Linked DNA regions of Mus musculus: region 1 is linked to region 2. A link is a contact called in public targeted proximity ligation data. All regions are on one chromosome and are shown on one strand. The core of a region is the stretch at or near the end of the contact, and the rest is flanking DNA. Distances in the headings are between cores, read along the strand shown. Region 1 overlaps Majin (membrane anchored junction protein). Region 2 overlaps Pola2 (polymerase (DNA directed), alpha 2).

What was found.
Region 1: a targeted proximity ligation map of pancreatic cancer cells shows a contact between it and region 2. A contact is called at or near these places in 1 of 130 datasets of targeted methods (pancreatic cancer cells) and 2 of 9 other capture datasets (embryonic stem cells and pancreatic islet).

What each region holds. Positions count from the first base shown.
Region 1 is chr19:6,200,861-6,206,872 of GRCm38.p6, reverse strand. It overlaps Majin (membrane anchored junction protein), which reads right to left. Exons shown (of 11, transcript NM_001165919.2): 3 at 610-655. Among named protein-coding and RNA genes, the nearest start is that of Majin, 20 kb to the right of the region's middle.
Region 2 is chr19:5,944,465-5,951,119 of GRCm38.p6, reverse strand. It overlaps Pola2 (polymerase (DNA directed), alpha 2), which reads left to right. Exons shown (of 18, transcript NM_008893.3): 10 at 632-674; 11 at 2,594-2,718; 12 at 3,378-3,416; 13 at 4,577-4,650. Among named protein-coding and RNA genes, the nearest start is that of Pola2, 16 kb to the left of the region's middle.

The sequences.
Region 1 (6,012 bases), core at 1,178-3,677, 260 kb before region 2:
CTGCCACAACAGAGCTGCCCTGTCTGGGAACCCCAGTGGAAACAACAACCGGTCTCAAAGGCACTCATACTTTAGTGAGAATTGAAAAAGGACATGGGCTTTAAATTTTCCTGGAAAAATCGTGGCTTCTTTGCATGGAGATACCAACTTAGCAGGTGGGGCTTGTGACTCGGTTTGTAGGAAATAATAGAAGTCTGGGTATGAAGCTCGGCAGTGGTAGCACATGGTTTTTTTGTTTGTTTGTTTGTTTTTAAGACAGGGTTTCTCTGTGTAGCCTTGGCTGTCTTGGAACTCACTTTGTAGACCAGGCTGGCCTCGAACTCAGGAATCCGCCTGCCTCTGCCTCCCGAGTGCTGGGATTAAAGGCGTGCACCACTACCATCCGGCTGGCCCATGCTTTTAAGCGCATCACTTAGAGGCAGGCGGATTTCTGAGTTGGAGGCCAGCCTGGTCTACAGAGTGAGTTCCAGGACAGCCAGGGCTACACAGAGAAACCCTGTCTCAACAAAACAACCACTACCACCACCAACAAAAAGAAGTTTGGGTGTGATTCATCCTTGACTTCAGGAGTAAATCATTTCTTCAGAAGTTGCTTCATTTTCCTCCTACCTCCAGCTCCTGGACGATGACTTCCTTATCCTCTATTTCTTCTCCTCTAGAAGGGAAACAGAGAAGTACCATAAGAAAGCAAGTCCTGTCTAGTATCTGAAACAAGATATATTACAGTCTGTGGTTGACCCAGTGCTCACCTTACACAGTGTGTTTGAGAATTGGTACAAGGTTGCCCCCCAAAGTCTTCTCTGTAAAACTTGCAAGATCTTATATTTCTGCTGTAATGGTTTAAAAGTTTTTAGATTTTATATATATATGTATATATAAGACTATATATAGTTAATAAATTATATACATATATACACACATATATGGTTTTTTGAGACAGAGTTTCTCTAATTTTTTTTGAGTAAGTTTTTGTTTGTTTGTTTGTTTGTTTTTTTTTTTTTTGAGACAGGGTTTCTCTGTGTAGCCCTGGCCATCCTGGAACTCACTCTGTAGACCAGACTGGCCTCAGTCTCACAGAGATCTTCCTGTCTCTGCTGGATTAAAACTGTGAGTGTATCTTCTTCCCTGGAGCCACAGAACTCAGTTGTGGAAAATCAAACAAAAGCCTTACCTATGAAGTTGGCTGAATTACAGCAAAAATTCAGGTCCTAGCTTGGAAGGTATCAACAGTTAAGCTAAGGGCACTTACTGGTTAGGGAATGGGATACTATAATTTGAGATGGCTATGTGTGGGAGAACCCTATTGAAACTGAGAACTTTGAACCCTCAGATTCCAGAGTTTAATCACCTGAGGAACAGTCTCTCCACCTGCAGTAGATGTACTCGGATCCCCACCCCCTGAAATACTGCCTTTTCCACTGCTGACTGAGGAAATCCGACCTTCACTGTCTGCTATATCAGCAGTGACTTTCCTGAAGGAAATGCTAGACATTGCTAATGATCCTCAGGATCCACCAATAGTTGTCTCTAGACCTACAACCAGACTCAAGGCTATGCAGGCTCTTAGAGGGGTGGTAAAAAGTGTAAGCTGGGCATGGTGGTATAAGCCTTCAATCCCAGCACATGAGAGGCAGAGACAGGAGGATCTCTGTGAGTTAGAGGCCAGCCTAAACTACAGAGTGAGTTCCAAGACAGCCAAAGCTACACAGAGATACCTTGTCCAGAAAGGAAAAGAAGTAAAAGAAAATGAAAAGAAAGAAAGTGTAGTCCATGAGGAAACTCACTACACTACTAAGGAGCTTAATGAGTTTGCTAATTCAACCAGGCCGAAGCCTGGAGAATATGTGTGGGAATAGATTTCAAGGGTGTAGGATAACATAAAACCGAATCAGGCTGAGTTTATTGATACAGGCCCACTGAGTGCAGAATCTGGGTTTAATATGTAAGCTTGTACAGATGTCAAAGATTTTGCTTGAATGGTTGGCTGAAATATTTCTCAAAAGACGGCCTACTGAAAAGGAGCTGGGGGATACCTGATATCCTTGGCTTAATGTTGATGAAGGGATTCATGGCATAGGGAGGCTACAATGCTAAAGTGGATATGCTGTGTAAAAGCTGATAGTCCACAGTGGAAAGGCCAGAAAGGCAGCCCTTCACTAATTCTGTAAGATGGGCACCAGCACATCAGAAGAGCTTTGCTGTTGCCCTTTTCCTTGTGTCAGACCTTTGGGTTGGAGACGCTACTGCCTAGTTGGTTGAATTGAATGTAGTGAATTTATTTGGGCCCCAAAGTAGCAGGGGCCCTGAGGCAGCACTGAATTGCCTAATGGGCAGCACAGAAAAAACACTGTCCAGAATGACTGGACCCATAAGCACAGCACAAAGTGATTTTGGTGGCATGACTCACATGGACCTTTGGTACTGGCTAATCAAGCATGGGGTTTCCAGGCATGAAATAGATAAGAAGCCTACTACTGCATGTTTTGTTTGATCTGTGTAAGTGGAAAAATTCTCAAACAAATGGATGGTAGCAAAAGGAATCTCGGGCTGTGAACCAGTTTCTGCCAGTTTGCAGACCCAGAATCCCTCAAATGAAACCACAACCAGGTTCCCCCGTGGAAGGACCTTGATAAATTCCTGAGTTTTACTGTTAACCTTTCTCTAGTCCTTCCCCAGAGGGACACACAGCCTTTTAAAAGTGTAGTATATACATTGGGGGAAGGGAAGCAATCAGATATTCTGGGGTCTGATAGGTACTGGTTCTGAACTGATGCTGATTCTGGGAGACTCTAAGAAACGTCCGGACCTCCAGTTAAACTACATGTTTATGGGGGCCATGTGATTTGGCTGAAGTCTAGCTCACAGTAGGTTCAGTGAGTTCCCATACTCGTCATGTGGTTATTTTCTCAGTTTCAGAATGTATAACTGGGACAGATATACTTAGATTCCCTGACCTATGGAGTGATCTACTATGGTTGGAAAGGCTAAATGGAAGCCTTTAGAGTTACCTCTATCAGGGAAAAAGGTGAATCAAAAGCAGTATTGTATTCCTGGAGGAATTGTAGAAACCATCGAGGAGGAAGGATGGTGGCTCTCACCACATCTCCCTTTAACTCTCCTGTTTGGCCAGTACAAGAGACACATGGATCATGGAGAATGAGAGTGGACAATTGAAAACTCAACCAAGCAGTGACTCCAATTGCAGCTGGTGTGCAGATGCGGTGTCCTTACTTGAACACATTAACACATCTCCTGGTACATGGTATGCAGCTATTGATCTAGCAAATGCCCTTTTCTCAGTGCCTGTCCATAAGGACCACCAGAAGTAATTTGCTTTTGGTTGGCAAGGCCAGCAGTATACTTTTACAGTTTTACTGCAAACATTTTATTAACTTTTGAGCCCAATGATGTAACTCAGAAAAGATCTTGATGACCTGAATCTTTCACAAAATATCACATTGGTCCACTACGTTGCTGACATTATGCTGATTGAACCAAGTGAGCAGGTGGTAGCAACCACTTTGGACTTGTTGGTAACACACATGCGCATCAGAGGATAGAAAATAAATCAAACCAAAATTCAAAGGCCTTCTATCTCAAATTCTTGGGATTTCAGTGGTGTAGGGCATGCAGAGATAGATATTCCTTCTAAAGTGAAAGATAGGTTATTGTACCTGGCTCTTCCTACTGCCAAGGGGGTGGGCAGGGAACATGTTTAGAGGGCCTGTTTGGATTCTGAAGACATGTTCCTCACTTGGGTGTTACTCCAGCCAATATATCAAGCGACTTGAAAAGCTGCTAGCAGGCTGGAGAGATGGCTCAGCGGTTAAGAGTGCCGACTGCTCTTCTGAAGGTCGTGAGTTCAAATCCCATCAACCACATGATGGCTCATAACCATCCGTAATGAGATCTGATGCCCTCTTCTGGGGTGTCTGAAGACAGCTACAGTGTACTTACGTATAATAAATAATATTTTTTTTTTTTTTGGTTTTTCGAGACAGGGTTTCTCTTTATAGCTCTGGCTGTCCTGGAACTCACTTTGTAGACCAGGCTGGCCTCGAAATCAGAAATCCACCCGCCTCTGCCTCCCGAGTGCTGGGATTAAAGGCGTGCGCCACCACGCCCGGCAATAATATTTAAACAAAAAAAGAAAAAGAAAAGCTGCTAGCTTTGAGTGGGGCCTAGAAAAGGAGAAGGCTCTTCAACATGTCCAGGCTGCTGTGCAGTCTGCTTTACCACTTGGACCATAGTGATCTAGCAGATCTGATAGTACTTGAGGAGTCAGTGACAGAGAGGGATACTGTTTGAAGCCTTTGGAATTTTGGAGCAAGGCTCTACCATCATCTGTAGACAACTATTCTGCAGACAACTTTGAAAGAGAGCTCTTGGCCTGCTATTGGACCCTAGTAAAAACTGAACATTTGACAATGGGTCACCACGTTACCATGTGACCTGAGCTGCTCACCATGAGCTGGGTATTAATTTAATACATCAAGTCATGAAGTAGAATGTGCATAGCCGCAATCCATTATCAAATAAAAATGGTACATACATGATTGGGCCCAAGCAGGTCTTGAATGCACAAGCAAGTTACATGAAGACTTTATCCAAATGCCTATGGTTTCCACTCCCATTATAATACCAAGTGCTTTCAAGCCTGTATCCATAGCCCTATGGGGTATGTGCAAAGACAATCTCTGTGCACCGTGTCTGTGCATCGCCTGTCAACACAAAGTTGATGGCCAATGAGCTGAGGCAAGATTAGAAGATGGGACATCTGTCAGAGAGAGAGAGGAATTCTGGGAAAGAGTCAAGAGTGGGAGATTTTGCCCCAGACTCAGAGGAGCCAGACAAATGAAACTAAGGAGAGGCAACTAGCTATGTGGTAGATATAGACTAGAATAAATGAGTTATAGAGGTTACAAGCTAGTTGGGGAACAAGTCAAAGCTTATGGCCTAGGCATTTATTCATAAATAATCAAGTCTCAGAGACATTATTTCAGGAGCAAAAAGGCTGGGTAGAAAAGCTTGTGGCTAAGATATGTCCTGAGATTGGTTGATCGAGGAAAAGAAAACTAGAGCTTGGTTTACTTAGGGTTCTGCACGTTATACAGACACCACCTGGGCCTGGACAGCAGCAGCATTACAACCCCTTTGTGGGACAGCCCTGAGAAACTAGCAAAGGGGAATCTTTAGAATGGGTAGAACTTCAATCAGTGCACATGGTCATATATTTTGTTTGAAAGGAAAAATGACCACAAGTACAATTGTTCTCTGATTCATGGACTGTAGCCAGTGAGTTGGCTCGATTGTCAGGGACTTGAAAAAAACATGATTGGAAAATTGGTGAGAAATGAATCTGGGGAAGAAGTATGTGACCAGATCTCTCTAAATGGGCAAAGCAATGAAGATACTTGTGTCACATGTAAATGCTGATCCAAAGGTGGCTTCAGCAGAGGAATTTAATAATCAAGTAGACAGGAAGATCTGTTCTGTGGACAGTCAGCCTTTCCCTTTCCTTTCCAAGCATCCCTACCATTGCCTAATCCCATGAACAAAGGAGCCATGGTGGCAGAGATGGGAGTTATACATAGGCTTGACAACATGGACCTCCACTCAACAAGGCTGGCCTGCTTAAAGTTGCTTCTGAGTACCAGATCTGCCAAATACCAACACAGCCTCAGATCTGGCACCATTTCCCAGGGTGACCAGTCAGCAACCGGTGGCAGGCTGACTACATTGAGCTACTTCCTCCATAGAAAGACAATGTTTTTTTGTTTTGTTTTGTTTTGGTTTTTTGTTTGTTTGTTTTCAAGACAGGGTTTCTCTGTGTAGCCCTGGCTGTCCTGGAACTCACTCTGTAGACCTGGCTGGCCTCGAACTCAGAAATCCGCCTGCCTCTGCCTCCCAAGTGCTGGGATTAAAGGCGTGCGCCACCACGCCCGGCTTGAAGGACCATGTTTTGTCCTCACTGCAGTGGATACTTATTCTGGTTATGGATTTGTCTTTCCT
Region 2 (6,655 bases), core at 3,895-6,394:
CCCACTCCACGTTGGCTTCAGGCTCAGTATGTTCAGTTCTGGTGAAAGATGCTGGTCCTTTTCAGTCTCTGTCATTAGCTAGGCTTTTCTGTTTCTAGGACTGGAATCCACCTCCAAGCTATAAGTTAGTAAACTCCAGAGAGCCAAGGAGCAGGTGTTTTAGGCTGTAAGACCACCCGTGAGTCTGTATCGTTCATTATACAGCCATAGGCCATGTGCAGACATGTGACTGGGGGGAGTCCTGCTCAAGCTTCACTTATAAAAATGGCTACTGCCAAATTTAATTTGGCCTCATCTCTGCTCTCTACTGCAGCCCTCCAGAGAGTTCCGCAGGATGCCAGAAGTAGCTGGGCTCCCTTTTCCAGCCTCACCTGGCATGCCAGTGATTTAGGCACCCGCTTTGCATGTCTATCAGTGACTTCTCATTGCCTGGTCTGTGTAGTCACTGTGAGCTATTTAGAAAAATGCAGATCCTGTGGGCTCTGGGTTGTAACTCCCAAGAGCAAGGCAGAGACCCTTCCTCTGGTCCCTGTCCCAGTCCTCCCACTGCATACCGACAGACACTCAGAGCCACCCCTTACCAAAGCCATGGCAGGAGCAAGACCTCAGCTGAGCTCTCCGTCTGTTTCAGGGCGTGCCACTTCCGTTCTATCAGCCTACTGAAGAGGAGGGAGGTAAGTTCTGTTTCAAAATTTTCCTTGCCAACAACGGGGGTGATAGACAAAGTCCCAGACTATAACTCCTCAGACTCAGGAAGCAACAAAAGCTGTGGGAGTGGCATCTGAGGAGGAGGGACACAGCGGGTCCTTGGGCACACAGGCCCTCTCTTCACGAGCCACAGGTGAGCCTGACCTTCGAGCACAGGTAGCGGCATTATCTGGGCTCTGATGACGTCGTGTGAGCATTGTCATCCAGGCTGCTGCTGAGCAGGCATGCGAAGGAAAAGCATGTACACATTACGATACAAACCCCGTGTCTCAGGTGGAATCCTGGAGGAGAAACGGGCACGGGTGGGAAAACCTAGCTTAGATGGCAATGACCGACCGGAGATAATTCCAGCAAATGTGCTGTGGAGGAAAATGTGAATATCAGAGAGCTCTGGGGAAAGACACGTGGAAGTCTGTGCTCTCTTTGCAAGCTTTAATCCCAGCACCCTGGAGGCAGAGACAGGCAAATCTCTTGAGTTTGAGGACAGCCTGGTCTACAGAGTGAGATCCATGATAGCCAGGGCTACACAGAGAAACCCTGTCTCAAAAAACAGGAAGGAAGGAAAGAAAGAAGGAAGGAAGATCAAGTAATCTGAATATAAAATGCAAAACAATAAAATAATAATAAATTTTCTTTTAAGTTAATAAACTTTGTTTCAAAATATCAGTAGCTGGGCTTAGGTATTACTCAGTAGATAGCACTTGTGTAGCGAATGTGAGGCTCTGAGTTCCATCCTGTGCTACCACAAGAGAAAAGGGAAAGGCATTTCTAAACGTTTTTGTAAGCAAAGTAGAAGAAACCCCAGCAAAGATTTTCAATAAATGCCCACTCTGGCATGCTGCCCGTGCCCCGCACATCGATGTATGTGCAGGCATCCTTGGAGATGACCTGGGATCAGGAGTGTGTACACAGTCTCACAGATGCCTGTGTGGGGGAGAAAGGCAGACTCTCCCATGGTGGTATCCTGTGGTAGACGCCACTTTATATGGTCGAAAGGGCTTTGCTCCTGTGCCTGAGTGCTGAGATGGGGCTGGGTAGTATGGTAGTGTCTGCCTTTAGTCTTAGCACTTAGGAAACAGGCAGGCAGATCTTTGTAAGTTCAAGTCAAGCCTAGTCTATATATGCTATATAGCCTGGTCTGTATAACCAGACACTGTCTCAGAAAGTAAAATAAATCGGAGGGATTGCTCAGTGGTTAAAAGCAGGAGCTGCTCTCCCAGAGGACCCAGGTTCAATACCCGGCACTTACAAGGCAGCTCCCAGCCATGTAACTCCTATCCCAGGGATCTGACACCCTCATGCAGACATACAAGCAGGCAAAACACCAATGGACATAAAATAAAATCAATAAATTATATTGAAAATAAATCAGTCATCTTTGGAGTGGGTTTATCCAGTACAGCCACACAGGTCCTTAGGAAAATGGGTGGCAGAGAGATGGAAGTCGGGGAACAGAAGCTGTAGGCTGCCGGCTTTAAAGGTGGCACACAAGTGACCTCTAGAAGTCAGCAGCCTGCTGACAACGTTACTCTGCACTACAGCATCCAGAACTGTAAGATAGGACATTGCTTTAAAGCCACCAAGTTTGAAATAATTCATATATATATATTTTGTTTGTTTGTTTGTTTGCTTGCTTATATGTGTACTGTGTGACTATGTGCACTTCTGAGTGCAGGTACCTGTAGAGGCCACCTTGGCTCAGTGTCCTCCCTGCCTGTGCTGGTTCAGTGTTCTTGGGAGGGGGTGAGGTTCTCACCCTGAGTCCCCCAGACTTGCACTCGTGGGATATAAACAAATCCTGTGGCGTTTCCCTCAGTGGCCTTGCTCCCTTCACCCAATGCCCGTTTTCTTTCTCCTCGTGACCTTACAATGCCTTCTGTCTCAGCTTCTGAGCAGACTATGGTGGTAGTTGCCTGCGGGCCTTATACCACCTCCGACAGCATCACCTATGACCCCCTGCTTGATCTGATCGCCATCATCAACCGTGACCAGCCAGATGTCTGCATCCTGGTAGGTCCCCTGTGTGCAGGGAGGCAGTGAGGGTGGGAATGAAATGGGAATAGAAAGGGGTTTTAACATTTTTGAAGTTTTTAGGAAACGTCTGTCTATCCTTTACAAAGAGTTTGTTTTGTTAATTCTTCTTTGTTTTCTTTCATTTTGTTTTTGAGACAGCATCTCACTACATAGACCAGGCTGGCCTTGAACTCACAGAGATCTGCCTGCCTTTACCTCCCAAGTGCTTGGATTTTTTAAAATCTGCACCTGTGGAGGTATATCCCCATTCCATAGCGGTCACTAGATCCAGAGGCCCAGCATTACTGTCCTCCTCTGGTTTTGAAAGATTCTTGCTCTGATTTGGTCCTGATCTCAGACTGATGTCTTTTTATGCTACCGGGAACATAGTGGTCTGCTGTTCTTGCTAGGTGTAGAAAACAGGAAAGAGCCCAGTGTCATTTGAGGCAACCACGGGGGATATAGGGCCCTGGGAAGCCCTCTGAGGACAACAGGACTCAGATGCCCCTTGCCCATCTGCTGCCTCCCCAGGTTCTCCAGGGGACAGGTGGAGCTGGGCAGGGAACTGCCCTTAGATACTCTGTCTAAAAGCCTTTGAGACTGGACGATTCTGATTTGTTCCTTGGGGGCTTTCTCCCCACCTCTGTCCTTGGCAGTTCGGACCTTTCCTGGATGCTAAACATGAACAGGTGGAGGTAAGTGCCTGGGGGAAGGGCTGGGAGTGTGTCTATAACTGCAGCAGGCTTACATCTACCCTGTAGCTATGAGGAAAACATCGTCACTGGCCATGTTTAATACATGTCTTGAATTTGAAGGCTCCAGTCCACCAGACTGTCTGGAACCCAGGGAGGGATTAGAAATGGGTGGCTCCTTTCCAATACCACCTAACTGCTCAGGCGCAAAAGCAGTGACAAATGCAGAGGAGCCTGGGCTCTGAAAGTCCCCTAGGGGGAGACGGCTCAGGGGTTAAGAGCACTGGCTGCTCTTCCAGAGGTCCTGAGTTCAAATCCCAGCAATCACATGGTGGCTCACAACCATCTGTAATGGGATCCGATGCCCTCTTCTGGTGTGTCTGAAGAGAGCCAACAGTGTACTCATATACATAAAATAAATAAATTTTAAAAAAGAAGAAGAAGCCGGGCAGTGGCGGCACACACCTTTTATCCCAGCACTGGGGAGGCAGAGGCAGGTAGATTTCTGAGTTCGAGGCCAGCCTGGTGTACAGAGTGAGTTCCAGGACAGCCAGGGATACACAGAGAAACCCTGTCTTGGGGGGGGGGGGTGGGAACTAAATAAGAAGGAAAGAAAGTTCCCTGTGAGACTGGCACACTGCCTACCTTCGCTGAAGAGACAGAGACTGAAACTCTGTTCTGTGGCTACTGCTCTAAGTTGGTATGTCACGTGTTAAGGTCCTGAGATACATAATCACAAATGGTCTTTCCTGGGGTCTCGGTCAAGGGCCTGGCTTCCGTGTTTCTCCTTCACAGAAAAGGTTCAAGGCAGTCTTCATCCCAGACTCGCAGCTGTGTACGAGGAGAGTAATTCTTCCCTTGTCTCGACTCTATTCCTTGCAGATGGGCAGCCCTACCCCATGCCCACCCCTTTTTGTTTGAGACATTAGAGCCAGGCTGGCTTAGAATTCCGTCTGTATCCTAGGCTAGTCTGGCGCTCACAGCAATCCTGCTTCACCCTCCTGAGTGCTGGGTTTGCAAAGCTCAGGGCCCTGTGCCTGGCTCCTGTCTTTCTCCTTGTTACCCTGTGCCCGCTCTGAGCCCTTCGGGGTCATCCTACAAGCTTTAGCCCCGAGCAGACACCAGGTGTCTGCCCCGAGTGCACCTCTTTTACTTTCTTGCAGAACTGTAAGTTGACAAGCCCATTCGAAGACGTTTTCAAGCAATGCCTGAGAACAGTTATCGAAGGAACGAGAAGGTTAGCATTCCAGTTGCTGGGCAGAACCTGGGGCTCTCCAGGTTCCTCTAGGACAAGTAGGAAAACTGAAACCGCGTGGCCGTTCTGTCCTTTCCGCCCTTTGAACTCAGAGATGAGATAGAGCCCTTGACCTTCGAGTGCTGGAGAGTGGGTAAAAAGGCATCTTTGTAAGTCAGATAAACAAACTTGAGAGGACGCGTTTCACATGCTCTTCCTCGCTCTCTTCACTTCCCTTTCTCACTTCCCCTTGTATAAGCAGTTACTCCATGGGAATAGTCCCAGGGTAGGGAGGCATTCCAGTGACAGAGAAATCCTGAGAGGCCCCAAGCCTCTCCTCGCTCAAAGGGAATGCTTTGGGGTGAGCCCAAGTTCCTTTCCTGAGTCAATGCTCCCCATGGTGGGGGACGGCTGCCAAGAGCTAGGGTGATGGGTGGGAAAGACTTGAGTGAGGGTGGATCTGGAGTCCTCGGCATAGTTTGGAAGACAGGACTGAGGCCCCAGCACTGACATCAGCACTGGGTTCTAGTGTGGGCCTCACGGCTCCAGTGAGAGTCTAAAGCTAGAGGCAGAGTCACCGGAAGCTGACCCTCAGTTCCTGTCCATTTCGTTTGGCCAGGTCAGAAAGAAAATGAAGTGGTGGGCGGGCTCCTGGGATTTGCTTTCTGTTTAGTAAACAAACATCCCTGAGGCTCAGCTTTAAAGCAAACCTGTAACAAAGGTGGTTTGGAAAGGTCTTCCTTCCGCCTTCTGTCCTGAGAACAGATCCCGGGTTGATTAGTTGTAATACAACCGAGTGCTGGCATCAGGCCTAGAGCCAGGAGATTTGAGCCCTTAGCTGCTTCCATCCTCCTCCCTTCTCAAATGGAGGGTTACAGATACCCTCCCTCTTCTCAGATCTGCTAGGGCCAGTTGAGTTTATGAAACCTGGGGAATGCTGAGTGGAGGTCCTCAGAAGATAAACCTCTGCCACCACCACTCCCACACGCCCCCCACAGCAGGAGAGGCTCTGGAGCAGCACCCAGCACTGGCTGGTGCATCCAACGTGAGGCTGGATTCTGATTTTGGTTCGTCATCCCATGTGCTATTGATAGCAGTGACATAAACAAAGAATAGACCGGGCATTGTTACCCTGGGGGCCAGCGCCCAGCGCCACCAGGCACTTTCATCTGTGGTTAGTGTGAGCTGCAGGGCAGGGAGCCGCCCCACCCTGCCTGAGCAATATAGAAATGGTGCTGAGTCAGAGATGCAGAACCCCAAGCCTTCAGAGGTTGGCAGATGTGTGCGAGCTCCCTTGTAGCAGCAGAGAGGCCTGGTGCACCTCACTGCTCAAGTGACGACAGTGAGACCCTCCCACCATGATGTATGAAGTGAAGTTGTGCAAGGCTGCACATAGTTGAAATTTTCTTCCTGGCCCATCCCCCTATAGCCAGCTCCAAGCCATGAGCGGAGGCTGTTTCCGCCTTAACCATTGCTCTCCTGAAGCCAGTCCCGAAGAGCAGCTCAGTCCCATGAGGTCAAACAGCTGCCCCGCCCCACCCCCAGCCCCTTGTACCTTCAGAATTCCATGCTGGAGACTTGGAGAAAATGTTGCCCCTTCCAACTCCCTCCGTGTCCCATTCACCACACGCTAGCACCCACATGGTGGACTTGGACAGTGGCAGTGAACTTGGTGACAGATTGTGAGTGATATGAAAGGTACCTTTGGTCTCGAGATTCTGATGATCCGACATAACACACAAGTTCCCAGTGTCTGACGGTGTGTCAAAAGTCCCTCTGCAGGGATGGAGAGGCTGCTCAGCGGTGAGAGTTTGGTTCTCAGCAGCCACATCAAGCTACTTGAAACTAACCTGTAACTCCGGCTCCGGGGCATCTGTGCCTGTTTCATTCATTGTTTAAGCACGAGGAGGAAGGGCTTGCAGAGCTATTGGCTGGTTCCCAACGCGTCCTCACAGCAACAGTTAGACCTGTTGGCTTTACCGTGGCCCTCTCTGCCACGGAACCAAAG